Regions from separate parts of the Zea mays genome. Here region 1 is linked to region 2. Evidence: chromatin contacts called from public Hi-C data. All regions are on one chromosome and are shown on one strand. Each heading gives the region's core, a stretch centred on a gene start, on an enhancer-like site or on the middle of the called end of the contact. The rest is flanking DNA. Distances are from core to core; before and after follow the strand shown.

Region 1 (4,991 bases), core at 2,120-4,619, 320 kb after region 2:
ACCAATTTGTTCTATAAAGCATTATTTCGATCTCTTCATTGTTCGACAAAAAGAGAAGCTTTGGAATAGAACAGACAAGGCCAAGAATTCATTTTATCTGGGAAAATCACCATATAACTAGCTTTTGATGAAGCAAATGATGATAACTGCTTGGCAAGAATGAAATAGGACTGGTGTCTGCCTAGGATCCGTCTTCAACAACAGATAATACTGCTCTCATACGAAGGAGTCATCTTGACTAGAGACAATGCAATAGGTCTCCATAATATCTTTATATTTTTATCACAAATTATCACCACTTACAATCTCGTGGTCAAGACTTATGGCTCTTCTGGTGCCAAGGACCAAGGACATATTGATGCCTAATTTAGCTTCAAGCTTTGTGTTGATGTGGGATTTCATGGCTATTTTTCTACTTTTCTTACTTCTGGTAGATCATATATAGATTATGGTAAGCATGTCAAGGGGTGAAATCAAATGTAGTTCTGCTACATAAACCCCAATTTTATTTCCATTCAGTATTGACCTTTACCATTTGGCTTACTGTATACCATACCAGTCAAAGGACTATCCCAAGTCAATTCAACGACTATAAGTATTTACAATACTGAGAGATGTATGCAACACAAGCATAGAGGTCCTAGATAGGACGAGTAAAGTGGTTCGACAGAAACACACAATGGTTTTTCACACAAACATTGTGAAAAAAAATTCTCAGAATTACCTTTCGATGTACTCGCAACTTCGTGTTGCTAAGGTACTAGTCATTTATCTCAAAGTTCGCTTCATGCCGTTCAGCGACAAATAGCAATGTGTCAATATCTGGTTGAGCAATGTATGACTGAGATTCTAGCATTTATTCATCTGATAAGGTCTTATTGCTTACTAATAAAATCCCAATTTGTGATGTTTTCTGTGCCAAAAAGGCTTTGATGCATTAATATTGAATTTCTTAAGGTTACTTCGGGTAAAACTTTATGCACGAGGAGAGAGCAGAGATTTAAGTTATTTGTGTTTCATTGTATTTCAATTTAATTTCCCAGATTTAATATAGTTGTTATGGCCACTTGGCGATATATATAAATATATGATGCCACACAACACAATCAAACAAAATATAGAGCGAAAACAAAATTGTTTACGAAGGTTGCACATAATGTGACTTCAGGACCTTGAACAACCCACCACAATCCATGTGAGTACAAGCTCTACTGTATCTGGCGTCAACGCATGTACGGCCATCAGGGCTACGACAGTATAGCAAGCTTTCGTAATAAGCGTAACAGGCATAATTATGGCTCGGTAATTGGGGTACACGATAAATCCATGCAACGTGCGCAACAGGCGCAATTGTGGCTCGCGACAGACAGACAGACAGTGCCTACAGGGCATGCAAAAAATACGCGACTCAGCGATGGCGGTCTGACTCAACGGGAGCGATCCGATTAATGGAGAGCACGACATAGCAATCACATGACGCAGCCAAGTTCGAACGACACAAATATTACGTTGTGTTGCCACGGCGCAGTCAATATTCAGCTAATGCCATACCTCAGCCGATTACCAACACAGCCTGATCGGCGTGTTGAGTACCCACTATACAATTTAATCGCTCGACGTGAGTTCAAAAGCTCAACGCAACACAAATATTTTGAGCGATTTGAGTATGCACAATATAGGCTTCACACATTTTAATAATTTCTGCCAATTATCTACTACGAGAAATAAAGCAGAAAAATAATATAGAATTGATGCATGGACATAAGCAGATCAGGTGCATATTAAGCATGTATTTTTATACTAATTATTATGACAATAAATCATTAACTAAAGTAGAATTTATGAGATAATAACATGCTTAATTATAATTATTTGAGTAAAAACCTTATCTACACCTCATGTGCACGGTTATCTCAACCACACAGTTATCCTTTTATCCATGCAACACGTGCTTCCCTCAGACACACACATGCAAGAATTTTCTCCGTAATAACGTGCTTCCCTCGGGCACAAACATGCAAGAATTTTTCCGTGATAACACTATAGTCGCGCGATGCGCTCGTCACGCAGCCGGCTTTCACGGGCAGCCACTGCTTCCACGCTCGTCTGCGGATTTCAGATCCACTTGCCTGTTTCCTCTCTCCCACCAGGCCGCCACAAACGGACATGCAAGCAGCACCTGTACAACGCGGCAGTCAATCCACTTGCTGCCTCACGCGCGATTTGACCGGGTTAAGTGCATGGGAGTGCGATGATCCTTTTTTCGGCTGTGGCACAGGCTGGTCAACAGGACGCAGCAGGACAAGAGAGAGGGGCTCGCCGCCCAGGTTCATGTGCAACAGGCAAGTGCCTCTGTGCAGACGCGGCTGCTGACGGGCGGTGAGGTCCCGGCGTGGTGCGCCTCTAGCGCGGGTGCACGAGCGTGGCCCCAGCGCGACGCGCATATTTCTGTATGTGAGATCCATTCAGTAGCGAGCGGTGCATCCGTTCGGTGGAGTGGAGGGGCAAAATCGACACGATCGCGTGTAGAGGAAGCGTCGTGCCCCTGCGCTCACGCTGAAGACCTAGAGCGGGCGAGCCGAATCTGCACGGCTGCGGGCAGAGGTGCACCAGTGGAGGAGAGAGAGGCGTGCAACGTACGACCAGGAAGCCGTCGACGATTTACTTTCTAGGTAATTTATCGACGAAAAATTATACCGTTTGATTGCGAGTAATCGAAGACTGTCGCGTAGGACAGTTCGGCTAGGCGAGGACCTGCCGGCTTGACGGAGAGTTGATGCAGATCTGATCCACAGCAACGTCGAGGTAGAGCGTGCTGATAACGTGTTGAGAACTACGTTACTACGGATCACCAAATCTACTCTTTTCCCTTCTGTCAGTAGTAGAGACGCAAGAAGCTGTAGAGGACTCGTCTCCCTTCTCATAAGTACGACAGAGAAAACACATGAAACACGGGATATATGGTTGGGCCTCTGACCTCTTTCTTAGAGGGTGTACAAGTTTCTTATATAAAGATGTGAAACCTTTTAAAGACAAAGCAAATATTTATCCACGTAACCCTATTATATCCGAACTGGCTACCCGCGAAGAAAAAGAAAAGCCCGGTCGCCACGCTCGCCGCAACCAGCCAGCGGTAGCCCCGCTCCTTTCTGGATTCGTGTCGTGTTGCCCGGCGGGCCAGGCCGGCTGGCCGATGGCCGTGCGAAGGGCCGCCACGCCCATGACGACGCGGAGATGCCAGCCTCGACGCCGTACGGCTTGCCACAGAAACAAGGGGCTTGCCATTGCCAGTTGCCATATGAAGGACTGTAGGAGTATGTACTGGCTCCGTGCAGGTGACTTGACGTGATAGGCGGCTATATCTGTGTGTCACTGTCGGTACTAGTCGGTACGCTCTGCTCCCGCTCCACTGTACCGTATTGAACTGCCACAGCCAGTCTATGACACTTTGCACTAGCACTGTACCTGCACGACAAGTCTACAAATGCCTGTTCCTACGGCAGTTGGCCTGAGGTACTCCGTTCAAAAAGGGAACTTCTAGGTTTTGTCAATCTCTACTGCTACAATAATAGTCTGTCATTTCGTGTTCTGTCACCATTCCCTGTTCTGCCTATTTTGTGTTCTACCACCATTCCCTGTTCTGTAATTCTCATTCCTTGTTCTGCCTTTGCGATTCCCTCCTCCCCGCGCACAGTCTATTCTTATGTTAGTCCATTCACATGTTCTGTCACCATTCTATTATCTATCATTCTCATTCTCCCTTCCCGTAAAGTCCATTCCTATTACCTCTCAAGCAAATGCTAGCAGTAGCTACCGCTACACTACATGTGTGTTTATGTCTACATGTATAACAGAAAACACATCTACTACATAGCCCACCTGCTACCCTTGCACAATGCGTAGTAGTAGATAAGTATCACCGGGATTCTTGAATTATATTTTTGGATGGAGGGAGTAGTATTTAAAGAAGAGCCTTGCATGCAATTTCTTTTGTTTGAATAATATTTTCAACTTAAATTCCTTTTTTTTGCATGCATGACATTTATTCTTCGTAATATTTTTTCCATGGATCTGACCACACTTGCCTTTTTGTTTAAGCAAAAGTGTATAGTGGTACATGTCTGATGACTAACGATGTACGAGAGAATTTCTTCCGGCATGTGTGGAACATGCTCTCCAATGATGAGACCATGCAAATCGTGACATATATCGAAGTCTGCATTATACTGATGGTTGCAATGTAGTGGTGAAACAGATAGATTAAAATAACAAAATTTATGTATGGCAATAATTACAAATTTATTATGAAACATTTTCTCGTAACGGTATAACACACATTTTGTATATAAGTTATCGTAGTATCTAGTATTGTATATTCCCGTTGCAACGCACGGGCACTCAGCTAGTTATATGTTAAGGCTCAATCCGATACATAGGTTTCTATCTCCAGGGTTTGTATCTACCAACGTCATCCTTCATTAACCATTACTTTCTAGTGTACGGCCTTTACCGCCACGTTAGCACCGAGTCCCCTTTTTTAAACATATTGTTGGGGGGCCTGGAATAAACAAAAGTGTTTTCAGGTATACAAAGGACGGACGAAGCTGGTCCTCGAATATAAAGGCTTCGTCTGCAGAAGTACACAGAAAATGTGCAAGTCGAGGGTCACTGATCTTCGGCATAAGGCAAGCTTCGAACACGAAGACAAAGAATAAGAAGATGAAGTCTTGAGCAGCAAAAAAAGAAAAAGACAGGACAATGCTGCCCTGATGTCATTTGTAAATTATGTATGTAAGACCCTGAGAGCATGAATGTAATTTTGTACGATGTTGTTTGTCTTCTCTATAAATAGATGAACAATGTCGCGTATAAAGACACCTTTCAAGGGTCGTAGCTTTGTTTCGCTTAGTCTTTGAAGAACCTTCAACCTTCCTTGCATAGAACAGTTGAAGGTATGTTTGTAATCTTGTTTAGCACAAGGGAGAATGGAA
Region 2 (4,589 bases), core at 1,864-4,363:
ATGACTAGACACATCCGCACGCAAAGATAGACAAACATGTATTGATTATTTGCTGCTTAGTGGTTAGATATTGCAACTTAAGTACTTTGGGAATTGGGAGGCACAGAAGAGTTGACCTGGACTTTTAGGTTATTTGCTAATGACATAAAAGATTTAATATGTGCAAGGTTGTTCAGTTAGAGAGATCTTTTTTTTTGGGCCATGAAGCTGTATAAAATTTAGACGTCATATACTTGTAATGCTTCCAGTGCTAGGAAATTTCTTGTGGCGTAGACCTCTGAACTCTGTCCTTTTGCGTTGGCCCTAGCGGCCAAAAAGAAGAAACCTCACCTCAATTTCCAGGAATTTCTGAAACACTTACACATAGTTCCACATATAACGTGCGATATCACCTGTCCATGCTGAAGCAAGAGCAGGAAGACTCTTCCAGTAATCATGGGTGCATGTGCCTCTTCATCTCGTGGTAACACCGACTTGGTTTTCTTTTCTGCTGATATTACTCTCTTGGTATGGTCACTCGCTATACGGATTGCACTTTCCTCCCAGGTCGACCCAACCATGGCAAGAACCAGAAATCAGCAAAGGTCGCGGCAATTCCATGTACTCCGGCAGCGCAGGTAGGTCGTGGTGCTGCCTCTTCTGAAATGGAAGAGAAGAGCAGCTTCATTTGGCAAATCGATGGCTTCTCCTCGCTTCTTGACAAGCAAGAAGGATGGACCAACTCCGGATATTTTAAGATCAAGGACCTTAATTGGTGATCTTCCATACTGTGCCTTCGCCTTAGTTTTACAAGCTGTCGCAAAGCTATATTTTTCAAATCCGCGCAGTTTTATGCAACGCCAATGCATGCATATCTGTGCAAACATCTGGTGAGCAGTGTTTCATCTCTTTGTTTTGACCTGTTTGCAGGTACTTGCAGTTGAACCTGAAGGACCGGAAGAGTGGCGACGAAAGAGAATACGTCTCTCTTATCCTCGTGCTGTCAAAAACTTCTGGTCTGGAACCCGACACCATTGTCGAAGCATCGTTCAAGCTCTTGATATACGATCAAGCATACGGACGACATAGCGAACATGAATGTAAGATTCAAATCACATGCTAACCTGGTAGGCTAGCTGGTATAGGTACATGGAATGGAACTCTACTAAGTTGATGGCCGCACTGTACGTTTGCTTTAGTTAGCCACAGATTCCAGACTACAGAGAGCAGCAGGAGCTCCGGGATCTCATGCATGATCCTCGTCTACACACTCAAGGAACCCTCCTCCGGTTTCATCGTTGGTGACAGCTGTGTCTTCGGAGTGGAGCTCATCAAGTTCACCACTGCTAAAGTCAAGGACGGTTCAGGAACGCTGCATGTTCAGAAGAGAATTGGCTTCTGTAGTGCCCGGGAGGCCTACACCTGGATCATCAATGACTTCTTAAGCCTGAAGGGGCGGTGCTACTCACCGGAGTTTGAGATCGGTGGACACAAATGGTACCACATACTTGCATAGTACTACTAATAAGATACATAAGAAATATAAATACTCACTTTAATGATAAACCCTAAGATGCAAGTATCAACTTGTCGACAGTTCATGATGCACTAACTCCTGTGATCCTTCAGGTACCTGACCATGTACCCTTCTGGCACTGGCATCGACGGTGATAAGGAAATTCTCTCCCTCTACCTGCATATGGCCAAGCCAAACGGAGACGCTTCCCTCCAGAACTCTGGGGTGCTTGTAGAAGTCAGTCTGTCCATCAAAGACAAGGTGACCAGCAATCGCAAAACAATGACAGGTTTGTCACTCGTACTTGCTCCTGATGTAACATGATCCAGATGTTCGGACCGATACGATTGTTTATGTGGTTGTTTCCCCGATTCCGCTGTGTGTGGATTTGGGAAATTCGTGCGTCCAGGCCGGTGCCAGCTCCAAGCGACGGAGGGCGAAGGCTGGGGATGGTCAAATTTCATGGCGACGAAGTCTGTGAAGGACTGGTACCTTGTGAAGGGCAGCTGCTTAATCGAGGCAGATGTTGCCATTCTTGGATCGTCCAAGATGAATTAGGGATCATACGACTCTCTACTTTTGTGCGTGTGCCGAGCCAATAATGGAATTGTGCAGCGTTAGACCTTATCTGTTTCATCCCTAAATCATAGTGATTAGGAAGGATTGGAGAGGATTGAGGAGAATTTTGACTGTTAGGAAATTTAATCCCCTTAATCCCTCCTAACACCCTTGCTTTAGGGGGTAACAAAAAGGATTTGACTACTATACTTTTAGGGTATAATATACCAGTAACTATTTTATGTGAAGCATGCACAAAAACGTAAGTGATTTAGTGGTATTGTGTCATTTACCCGGTGTGTAGAGTGGATCATAGGTAGTGCTTGGTTTTGGAGTAGGTAGTGTTTGGTTTTAGAGTATGGTGGGATAGAGCCACTTTATTCATAATTTGTTGTTATTTGGATTGGTTCCATTTGGAACAGAGTGATTCTAAAAAAAAAGAAAATTATAATCAAATGGTGAACCATCCGGCTACATAAAATCTACCCACTTCATCTCAACTGGCTCAGAACCAAACACTATAGTGAGGAATTGAGTGGAAAGATCCATAAAGTCCCCGCGTTGAGTTTGTGTTCTGCCCTTACGGCCTTACCTGTGCTTTGGCGGCGGCCTTCTCATCCCTAGCGCCCCTCTCTTCCCCGTCGATGGCTGTGACCTAGCTAGTGTCGAAGGCCATGATGAAAACTTCTGCCTAACCTTCTCATGAAGCTGAGTAGTGGTAGAGAAAGTTGCATGATGCTTGCTTCTAGTTGTTGGACATAAAGACTGAGAGTTCCTCTCTTGCTCCTAGACTCCTAGCTGTGATCAAAAGTAAGTTATGTTATTCGGTGTCCCATCTTGCTTCTCCCGAGGTTGGCTTTTTCTCAGTTGTGTCTTTTGGTTGCTATTACAGGTTAAGCTATGTCCCAACTTAGTTTCTCATCCTTCAAGCCACCATTGGTGGTTCTACGAAGGATTTTGAAGTTGTTCTTCTCGCTACTTGAGTGTTTTGGTTTTCATATCGCCAAGCTGTGTTCTTTTGTTTGTTCTTCCTTCAAAGTCTACTTCATTCCATCTCTAGAGTAACGGAGGTCCTCATTGGTTTCAAGAATGGAACACTTAATTATTGGAAGATGAAACTTCATGGACAAGTTGTCTCACATCTCCAATCTGGTTAGGCCAAGTTTTTTTTTGCTGATGTGGTAAAAAAATTAACCCCTTACTAGCCACAACCGAATTCGCTTGCTACCGTGAAATTTGAGAAAAAAAGTGATTTTATGAGATACTTTTTTTTTCAAGAGGATCGTGATTCTCACCACTGACAATATCCAACGTTGTACCCAAGGCCGCAACAACCCTCCTTGAGGTCCATGTAATAGGTTACTTGCTCTCACCGGACGGCCAATGACTCTAAAATTTAGAAGTTGAAGTCTAAAATTCAAATTTTAATGTTTTTACATATAAAAAGGAAAAAAGTTACCTCAGGTCTCATCCTAGCATTTAGCCCAACTAGAGCCCACACCAAGCCCAACATCAAGCCCAAACCCACGTTTCCAGTCCACTTCGTCATGCGCGTCAACCTCCGTCCCGAATTCCCCGTTCGCTCACCTAGCTGAACGCCGATCCACGGTACGCCGCGTCATGCCTGCCGCCGCACCGCACCCACCGCCGGCGAGCCTGGACGCGCGCACGGGCGGCCGCATCCTGCGCCGCGCGGCGGGGCATCTCCTTCACCCAGCATCCCTCCCGCCACTCCTCCTCGCAGCGCTCCTCCTCCTTCTCTTCCGCTCCGCTCTCCTGGCCGGCACGCTCCGCCTCGCCTCCTTCGCGGACCGTGACCCGGCCCTCCGCTCCCTTCTCGCCCGCCTCTCCCCTCCCAACACGCCGTCGCCGCCGCCTCCCCCGCACCACCTCCCACGGCGCCGCTCGCCGTTCACCTCCCCCTCGTCCTCCCTCTCCGACGACGATATCCTAGTCAGCCCCCTTGATCCCGCTGCCTCAGCCCCCTCCCGCCGCCGCAACGCCTCCTACTACCATGTGCTAGTCACCTCCTACTCCGCCGCGCCCAAACCCTATCCGTTGCCGCTCCCCAACCCGCTCCCGGCCTCCGCTTCCCCCTTCTTCCTTGCCGTCTACAATGAGACGGCGCCTCCGAAGCCCGCCTCGCCGCTGGGCAGAGAATTCGGTTTTCTTGCCCTGACCAGGCGCGACGCAGCGGCCATCGTCAACCTCCTCGCGCTGCTCTCCTCCGCACATATCTTCGCGATCCTTGGCTACATCGCCGTGCACTCCGCCGCGCTGGGCGCAGTGTTTGCGTCCGTGGCGGGGCACCACGTACCTGGGCGGCGTCTAGTGTTCCTCCTCACCTGTGCTGCGAGGGGCGCTAAGAGACTCACAGGGTTCACGTTCCTGCGGTGGGCCACGCGGGACGCCGTTGTGCAGATGCTCTGCCTCTGGTTCTTTGCGGATGTGCACGATCAGGCCCAGCTGTTCAGGCTCTTTGTGGTCGCCAAACTGATGCCATTCTCCACATCCGTTAACCCGTGGCTTGGTGCAG

What was found. A called contact is a pair of places that touch in the nucleus more often than the background predicts.
Region 1: a Hi-C map of ear shows a contact between it and region 2, with 3 times the contacts expected there. The contact joins the enhancer-like site here to the promoter of LOC103643454 in region 2. A contact is called at or near these places in 4 of 25 Hi-C or Micro-C datasets (bundle sheath, ear, leaf and 1 more).

What each region holds. Positions count from the first base shown.
Region 1 is chr1:237,186,747-237,191,737 of Zm-B73-REFERENCE-NAM-5.0, forward strand. No RefSeq gene overlaps it. Among protein-coding and RNA genes, the nearest start is that of LOC100382556, 38 kb to the right of the region's middle. Within about 2 kb of position 3,370, at least 17 of the 20 cell types and tissues checked have an H3K27ac peak or open chromatin away from gene starts, as enhancers often do. A contact at or near this core is called in bundle sheath, ear, leaf and 1 more, where this site is marked.
Region 2 is chr1:236,865,702-236,870,290 of Zm-B73-REFERENCE-NAM-5.0, forward strand. LOC103643454 reads left to right here and starts at 3,114. Exons shown (of 1, transcript XM_008666642.3): 1 at 3,114-4,589. The coding sequence starts at 3,674. It overlaps LOC100277602 (MATH domain containing protein), which reads left to right. Exons shown (of 7, transcript NM_001151115.1): 2 at 408-463; 3 at 547-754; 4 at 910-1,079; 5 at 1,179-1,476; 6 at 1,609-1,784; 7 at 1,905-2,240. The coding sequence starts at 436. The coding sequence ends at 2,053.